2 separate regions of the Triticum aestivum genome follow, and region 1 is linked to region 2. Evidence: chromatin contacts called from public Hi-C data. All regions are on one chromosome and are shown on one strand. Each heading gives the region's core, a stretch centred on a gene start, on an enhancer-like site or on the middle of the called end of the contact. The rest is flanking DNA. Distances are from core to core; before and after follow the strand shown.

Region 1 (4,601 bases), core at 1,749-4,248, 130 kb after region 2:
ATTATTTTTTGCCCTCAAGTGAATGCCGGTTTTTTATTCGTGAAAATTTATATACTAATGCAAAAGGAAGTCAAGTTTATTCTAAAAAATCTTCTGAACTATTTTGACTCTTTTTGTATTTTTTTATTTTTCCCATATAGGGTGTAGATACAACCAGGAACCAAGGGGTATTTCCCTGCTACTCCCTCCTTTTCATAATGTAGTGCGTGTAGATTTTCTAAAAAGTCAACCAAACAAACTTTAACATGAAAACTATTTATATGTACAATTCAAATCATACTGAATATTAAAATATAACTGATGATGTTTCAGTTATATGCATTTGGTATTTTAAATGTTCATATTTTGCCTATAAACATATTCAAAGTTTATAATATTTGATTTTTCAAAAATCTATATGCACTATGTTATAAAACAGAGGGAGTATAAGGGCATCTCCAACGCTGGGCACTTGGGGAGGGCGCTAGGAATAAAATCCCAGCTGATCGGCAGTTAGAGCAAGTATAATAGTAGGCTATAAGTCTACTGACGTGGCATTTTTGTCTATGTAGTTGAGAGAGAGTGAAAAAAGTAAAGGAGTGGGCTCTTATGCAAGAGCCCGTCTCTATGTGTACTCCTAGGTAAAAACATTTAATGAGGGAAAAAATAGAGAGAAAATGAGGGAAAAAAACTGTAACCTTATAGCCAACCTCATAGTCAGCATTATTGTATAAGTAAATAATAATTCTAACTCTTGATGAAATGACATGCTCATATTGCCGGCAGCTGGCTATAGTATTAATCATGCTCTTACTTAATTAATTCTTTGCGTGGGCCGCCGCAGCGACGCAAAACAAGGCATCCAGTGCTAGCCTTTTTTTTCTACGAGATGACACACGAAGCGCTGTTTCCACACATGTTTAGCGCCAGTAGTTAGCGCTCTTTTGGAAAAACAGTGTTGGAGGCTTTTGTGCGAACTGGAATCATTATGTGCCAGAGTATTGAAAGCAAAGTATTCCTCCGATGGTGACCTTCTGAACTATACGTTGAAAAAGGGTAGTTCATATACTTGGCAGAGTCTCTGGAGTGGAATTTAGTCCTTTGAAAGAGGACACATTTGGAGAGTAGGAGATGGATCACAGATTAATATCTGGGAGGACCCTTGGATTCCCAGCAGCCCGACCCACAGAGTTCTTACACCAAGGGGAAATATAGTGATCACAAGAGTTTATGAACTAATTGATTCGGAAAACAGAGTGTGGAATGAACAATTGCGATTTTTTTGGCCAATTGATGTGGAGCGTATTATGAATATCCCTCTAGCTTTGAGAATGATGGAAGATTTTGTATCATGGCACTTCAATAGAAGTGGAATTTTCTCAGTAAGATCGGCTTACCATGAAGGGTGGGAGCACCGGGAAAATATCTGGTGCTCTGGGAGCACCTAAGCTTAGGTGCTCCCGTGCGAGCTCGGCCGTTGGATCTCAGATCCAAGAGCTTCCATGAAATGATGAATATTTTTGTAAAAAAGCCCTCATAGAATCTGAAAAATGTGTGCAAGTACAGCAACTACAGCAACTCCTCGTATGCCCTTGGATCTGAGATCCGAGGGCCCAGAAGTCCATATCATGGGAGCACCTATGTTCCCGTATCACAAGATACTCTCCCTGGGAGCACCAGCATGGACAAAAGTTGAGGACGACAAACTCATTACAAGCCTCAAGTACCATTTGGAAATTGCGTGTGCCATCAAAAATCAAAATCCATGTTTGGAGGACTTTGCTTGGAGCTATTCCTTGCCGTGGTGTTTTAGGAAACAGACATATGATTACAAGTTCCTAGTGTCCCCTTTGTAGTTCGGACTGTAAGAGCATTAGGCATGCCATGTTTTTGTGCCCGAGGGTGCAGGAAATTTGGTGAATTCTTGGACTACAGGAGCTAGTGAATGAAATATGCACAGTAGAGAGAGATGGAGGTTCGGCGCTGGCCGATCTCCTACTATCCAAAAGTACCATATGTCCACTGGTGGCTGATGTCCAGCGCAATGATCTTGTGTCCACAACAATCTGATACGCATGGTGGGAACGGCGCAAATACACACACGGTGAGAACATCTATGAGTCGGCTAGGTCGGGCCAAGCTATATCAACTTTAGCGCAGAACTTTTCACGAGCAAGGTTGAAGCAAACTAAAATTAAAAAGACATGGCTGGTCCAAGCCGCCTAAGGGCGTCATCAAACTTAATGTCGATGCAGCATTTGATCAGGACACTGGTACAGGAGGTACGGGAGCAGTGTTGCATGATGAGGCCGGTTCCTTTGTGGAAGACGCAGCGACAACAAAGGCTAGAGGACTACGAGATGGCCTCCTACTAGCGAATGAAATTGGTTGCAACGAAATTTATGTCGAAGCGGACTGTTTGGAGGTAATCGAGATCATGCTGAGTAGCCGGAATTCACTAGGACCAGCAGCGGTAATATATGAAGAATGCACTTTCTTATCTAGCAATTTTATCTCTATAGTTTTTAGCCATTGCCCTCGGGAAGCCAATATGGCGGCGGATCTGCTAGCTAAGAACTTGGAGGTGTCTCGAACAATTGTTTGGAAATCGAAGCCCCGGGTTTCTTAGTGGATGTTTTAACAAACGATGTATCTTTATTCTCACATGAAATATAAACCGCCATGATACCATTTCCCTCAAAAAAAGGTAGCGCTTATTTATTTTTAAAATTTCTGTATAAGCGTATGGATAAGTGCTCATCATTGTAGATAGCCTAATTAACTGAATTATTGGACTAACTGCATCAAGATCGGATCACATCACATCTATCCTGTCCCCGTCGGTCGACGACACTCTCCTCCAATCAAAATATTGCCCCAACGCGCGCGCGTGTCGCACGCTGTGAATGCGACCCGCCAATGTCACCAACCCCCCTGCCTCCTTTGTTTTGTCAGCTAATTTACTTCGAGCCCACACTCACGCGCACACCGCGTGTAGTATAGGATCGATCGATGCAGCTTCTCTTCCCCTCCCTTCCTATTTAACAAGCTCTTCGCACCTCAGCAAGGGAAGCACCACTACACACGCTAGAAATGGCGATGGCCAGGACGACAACGACGCTCCTCCTCGCCGCCGCGGCTCTCCTCGTGGCCTCCTGCGGCGCGTGGGAGGCCAACATCCGCATGCCGACCTCGCTGGACCAGGCCGTGGTGGCGCCGCTGATCCACGCGCTGCGGCCGCTGCTGGGCTCCGGCAAGCACGCCGGAGTGGCGTGCGACAGCTGGGTGCTGGGCGTGGAGGCGCACAACGTGCGGGACTGGAAGACGGTGCCCGCCAGCTGCGAGGGCTACGTCGGCCACTACATGCTCGGCAGCCACTTCCGCCGCGACTCCAAGGTCGTCGTCGACCAGGCGCTCGCCTACGTCGACTCCCTCAAGCTCGCCGGCAACGGCAAGGAGGTGTGGGTCTTCGACATCGACGAGACCACCCTCTCCAACCTCCCCTACTACGCCAAGCACGGCTTCGGGTACGTGCACACCATGCTAATTATTGCAGGTGCATCTGAGCAGGGATTTTTCGTAGTAATTGCCCCCTATACACGGTGATGGGCATGTGATTGCCCGGGTAGGACCGTATCTGTTGACTGTTGTCCACTTGGCTACTTTATCGAACGGTTTATTTTTCAGCCGTCGTTATCAACTGATTACTAGTTGCTATAATTATGTTAGAATAAAAAATGAGTTTAGACGGATAATACTTGTAATTATGCAAATATCTAACAAATCGAGGGGTTCCAGTAACTTTGCTTCACCACAATCATTCATGACAAAGCTAACCTTTTTTTTGCGGGGTAGCTAACCTTTTTTGTTGAAAGCCGAAACTCTGCAATAAGCCTTTCTTTTAGCGGGTAAAACATGCATTTCTCAACTCAAAAGATCATTACACTCGATCGCTGCAATGGTAAACCTATTTTATCAAAGGAATCAAGAAATAAGCTGAGCTCTCACGAGTCACAAGCAGGGTGAGCGAGGTGCACGATGAGGTTAAATATATACAAGTTGTGTCGGAGTTGGATCTCGCGGTATGATATTGACTACTCCCTCTGTAAACTAATATAAAAGCGTTTAGTTCACTACTTTAGTATTCTAAACACTCTTATATTAGTTTACGGAGGGAGTAATTAATTTAGACCTCCACTTGGCGAACTTCATTTTTTATCATCAATCACGTTCGTCCACAGATACGTAGAGCATTGAGTTTGGGTAATGCTTATCCCCTTTGGCCATTTGGCCACTTGGACCACAAGGTTACATACTTCGGTTTCCATAATTACCTTTTTTTTTTGAATTGGTATGCATATAGTACTACACTAGCTGATATGGTTGAGTCCGCCATTAATCTATCTTCATATACACATACGTGCGCAGAGCTACACCGTTCAACGCGACGAGCTTTGACGCATATGTGTTGGAGGGGAGCGCGCCCTCGCTGCCGGAGACGAAGCGGCTGTACAACAAGCTGCTCTCGGTCGGTGTCAAGCCGGTGTTCCTCACCGGCCGGACCGAGGACAAAAGGGCCATCACCGTCACCAACCTCCTCCGCCAAGGCATCTCCGGGTGGA
Region 2 (4,951 bases), core at 149-2,648:
GGATCGTCCCCTTGAGGCACCCCGGGAGCGGTAGCGGCGGCATCCGCGGAGATGGCATATGCCATCTGCACTGACCCGCCTCCAAGGTCGATCACACCCACCGTCTTGGAGTAGTCTCCTCCTAAATTACCCAGCAGGTAATTCAGAGCAACCTACGTACGGTGCAATATCAATTTGTGTGACAACAGTAAATACATCTACGTGGATATATATACTGAGTAATTAAGTCAGGTCATGTAAGTACTTTCTCCGTTCACAAATATAAGATGTTTTGCATATTTCAATATGGATTACTAGAATTGAAATAAGTGAACAAACACACTATATATTACACATTTTATTTATAAAAATACGTAGAATATCTTATATTTGTGAACGGAGGGAGTAGTATACTAGTGGGACGGAGCGAGTACATAGGGTAGGAGTATACGTACCCACAGGTAAGACCCTTCCTGAGACCCCTTGAGGACATTGATCCAACTAGGGTTGTACTGGAATTTGCTCTGGCTGTGGACAGCATCCCTCACCTGTATGTACGTACGTGTTTTGGTTAGGAATAATCAGTTCAAACAAGTCCATCGTTTCAAATTTTAGTACTATATATAGATACTGGAACAAGAGTAGAATTTAGAGATAAGAAATAATTACTGCTTCAAGAATTTGCTCTGCTTTCTCGTCTCCGATGAGCCTGAGCCCAGCCGTCGCCTGCACATATTCATTCCATTTCTAATTTTAGCGATTGATTTGTGTCCCATATATAAATTTCGTTTCAATTTGTTTGGTGCCTAGTAAACTAGGTGCTGGACAAACCGTAAAAGTATTTGTTATTGCTATAGTTTGTTAAGGACGGACCCCTAGTTTAACGGGCGTTTTCTTCATGAGCGAGCGGGGCACGGTGCTCTTGGCCTTCTCCAGCAGAGGCACGATGGACTTGGCCGCCTCCTGCGGCCGGCCGGCGTACGCGCTCAGCCCCGGCTCCACCTGCGGCCACCAACAAATCAAAAGAAATATGAGAGGACAGCAACAACATACATACTCCTAGAATAGATTGCTATGCGTCGTGCATAAATATATACCTTGGCGAAGACCTCGATGTCGTCGCCGTCGCCAATGTCGATGAGCTCCATCTTCTTGTCGAACCGGAAGACGTGGACGCGCGTGCCCGTGCTGCCCGCGTCGAAGATCACCGCGTACTTCCCGGCCGCCTTCTTCAGCTCGGGCTCCTCCTCGGCAACGGCCCCAATACCGGCCTTCCGGCCGAGCACAGCCACGTCGGCGGCAAAGGCCGAGCCGGCGAACGAGAGGGCCACGAGGAGGAGGAGGAGGAGGAGGCCCGAGGCATGACGAACCATGGCGAGCTGCTGCTGGAGTGCTGGTGGGTGGCTTAGTGCGCGTGCTCGAGTGAGCAGCCGAAAGGGTATTAAAAGGAGGCGGGAGTTTCCATGGGCAGCCCCAGGGTTTGGTTGGCCGCGCAGATGAGTCCCTGCCATGCAAAATAAAACAATCCCATCTTACTGTAGGGAGGTTAGTGGAATTGTACTGTGAGTAACACTAGTGCGTGCGTGCGTGCGTGTGTCGATCTCATCGTGAAAAGATGATGTGGATGGATTGGGATTATTGTTGGATCTGAAACGTGGATCTACCGATGCAATTTACTGTGGATGTGCCGCTAGTATCGCTAATGCCAATCAACTGTGAGTAGAGCAGTAGTATCATCATCATTCAACAACTTTTGATCCATCCAAAAAAGTTGTCGTCTGGGCCCTCCTCCACGCGAAACACGCTGCATGCTTAAACAATACTATGGCGGGGCCCTTACCCTAGCTACCCGACGTACGCGCGACACGGACACATGCATGCATGGGCCTCCAAAAGATCATTTCGCCGGCCGGCCAGTCACTCTTGAAGGAAATATGCCCTAAAGGCAATAATAAAGTTATTATTTATTTCCTCATATCATGATAAATGTTTACTATTCATGCTAGAATTATATTAACCGAAAAAATGATACATGTGTGAATACATAGACAAACATATAGTCACTAGTATGCCTCTACTTGACTAACTCATTAATCAAAGATGGTTATATTTCCTAACCATAGACATGTGTTGTCATTTGATTAATGGGATCACATCATTAGAAGAATGATGTGATTGACATGACCCATTCCGTTAGCCTAGCACTTGATCGTTTAGTATACTGCTATTGCTTTCTTCATGACCTATACATGTTCCTGTAACTATGAGAAATATGCAACTCCCGTTTACCGGAGGAACACTTTGGGTACTACCAAACGTCACAACGTAACTGGGTGATTATAAAGGAGTACTACAGGTGTCTCCGAAGGTACATGTTGAGTTGGCGTATTTCGAGATTAGGTTTTGTCACTCCGATTGTCGGAGAGGTATCTCTGGGCCCTCTCGGTTATGCACATCATTATAAGCCTTGCAAGCAATGTGACCAAATGAGTTGGTTACGGGATGATGCATTACGGAACGAGTAAAGAGACTTGCCGGTAACGAGATTGAACTAGGTATTGGATAACGACGATCAAATCTCGGGCAAGTAACATACCGATGACAAAGGGAACAACGTATGTTGTTATGCGGTTTGACCGATAAAGATCTTCGTAGAATATGTAGGAACCAATATGGGCATCCAGGTTCCGCTATTGGTTATTGATCGAGAATGGTTCTAGGTCATGTCTACATAGTTCTCGAACCCATAGGGTCCGCACGCTTAACGTTACGATGACAATTTTATTATGAGTTTATAAGTTTTGATGTACCGAAGTTTGTTCGGAGTCCCGGATGTGATCACGGACATGACGAGGAGTCTCGAAATGGTCGAGACATAAAGATTGATATATTGGAAGCCTATGTTTGGACATCGGAAAGGTTCCGGGTGAAATCGGGATTTTACCGGAACACCGGGGGGTTACCGGAACCCTCCCGGGGGTTAATGGGCCTTAGTGGGCCATGAGGGAGAAGAGGAGGGCCGGCCAGGGCAGGCCGCGCACCCCCTCCCCCCCTAGTCCGAATAGGACAAGGAAGGGGGGAGGGGGGGGGGGGCGGCGCCCCCCTTTTTTCTTTCCCCTCCCCCCTTTCCTTCTCCACCAAGGCAAGAGGGGGGAGTCCTACTCCCGGTGGGAGTAAGACTCCTCCAGGCGCACCCCAAGGGGGCCGACCGCACCTCCCCCTCCCTCCTTTATATACGGGGGCAGGGGGCACCCCATAACACACAAGTTGATCTACGGATCGTTCCTTAGCCGTGTGCGGTGCCCCCCTCCACCATATTCCACCTCGGTCATATCGTCGCGGAGTTTAGGCGAAGCCCTGCGCCGGTAGAGAATCATCATCGTCACCACGCCATCGTGCTGACGGAACTCATCCCCGAAGCTTTGCTGGATCGGAGCCCGGGGATCGTCATCGAGCTGAACGCGTGCTGAACTCGGAGGTGCCGTACGTTCGGTGCTTGGATCGGTCGGATCGTGAAGACGTACGACTACATCAACCGCGTTGTCATAACGCTTCCGCTTACGGTCTACGAGGTTACGTGGACGGACACTCTCCCCTCTCGTTGCTATGCCATCACCATGATCTTGCGTGCACGTAGGAATTTTTTTGAAATTACTACGTTCCCCAGCAGTGGCATCCGAGCCTAGGTTTTATGCGTTGATGTTATATGCATGAGTAGAACACAAGTGAGTTGTGGACGATATAAGTCATACAACTTACCAGCATGTCATATTTTGGTTCAGCGGCATTGTGAGATGAAGCGGCCCGGACCGACATTACGCGTACGCTTACGCGAGACTGGTTTCACCGCTACAAGCACTCATTGCTTAAAGGTGACCGGCGGGTGTCTGTCTCTCTCACTTTAGTTGAACCGAGTGTGGCTACGCCCGGTCCTTGCGAAGGTTAAAATAGCACCAACTTGACAAACTATCATTGTGGTTTTGATGCGTAGGTAAGAACGGTTCTTGCTAAGCCCGTAGCAGCCACGTAAAAATTGCAACAACAAAGTAGAGGACGTCTAACTTGTTTTTGCAGGGCATGTTGTGATGTGATATGGTCAAGACGTGATGCTATATTTTATTGTATGAGATGATCATGTTTTGTAACCGAAGTTATCGGCAACTGGCAGGAGCCATATGGTTGTCGCTTTATTGTATGAAATGCAAATGCCCTGTAATTGCTTTACTTTATCACTAAGCGGTAGCGATAGTCGTAGAAGCAATAGATGGCGTAACGACAACGATGCTACGATGGAGATCAAGGTGTCGCGCCGGTGACGATGGTGATCACGACGGTGCTTCGAAGATGGAGATCACAAGCACAAGATGATGATGGCCATATCATATCACTTATATTGATTGCATGTGATGTTTATCCTTTATGCATCTTATCTTGCTTTGATTGACGGTAGCATTTTAAGATGATCTCTCACTTAATAATCAATAAGTGTTCTCCCTGAGTATGCACCGTTGCGAAAGTTCTTCGTGCTGAGACACCACGTGATGATCGGGTGTGATAGGCTCTACGTTCAAATACAACGGGTGCAAAACAGTTGCACACGCGGAATACTCAGGTCATACTTGACGAGCCTAGCATATACAGATATGGCCTCGGAACACGGAGACCGAAAGGTCGAACGTGAATCATATAGTAGATATGATCAACATAGTGATGTTCACCATTGAAACTACTCCATCTCACGGGATGATCGGTTATGGTTTAGTTGATTTGGATCACGTGATCACTTAGATGACTAGAGAGATGTCTGTCTAAGTGGGAGTTCTTAAGTAATATGATTAATTGAACTTAAATTTATCATGAACTTAGTACCTGATAGTATTTTGCTTGTCTATGTTTGTTTGTAGATAGATGGCTCGTGCTGTTGTTCCGTTAAATTTTAATGCGTTCCTTGAGAAAGCAAAGTTGAAAGATG

What was found. Hi-C and Micro-C count contacts between places; a contact is called where the count stands out from the background.
Region 1: a Hi-C map of an unstated tissue shows a contact between it and region 2, with 10 times the contacts expected there. The contact joins the promoter of LOC123093876 here to the promoter of LOC123093873 in region 2. A contact is called at or near these places in 2 of 5 Hi-C or Micro-C datasets (leaf and an unstated tissue).

The regions. Positions count from the first base shown.
Region 1 is chr4B:651,769,185-651,773,785 of IWGSC CS RefSeq v2.1, forward strand. LOC123093876 (stem 28 kDa glycoprotein) reads left to right here and starts at 2,999. Exons shown (of 2, transcript XM_044515940.1): 1 at 2,999-3,506; 2 at 4,408-4,601. The coding sequence starts at 3,073.
Region 2 is chr4B:651,636,214-651,641,164 of IWGSC CS RefSeq v2.1, forward strand. LOC123093873 (probable apyrase 3) reads right to left here and starts at 1,399. Exons shown (of 7, transcript XM_044515937.1): 1 at 1,077-1,399; 2 at 853-981; 3 at 649-705; 4 at 435-527; 5 at 1-152. The coding sequence starts at 1,352.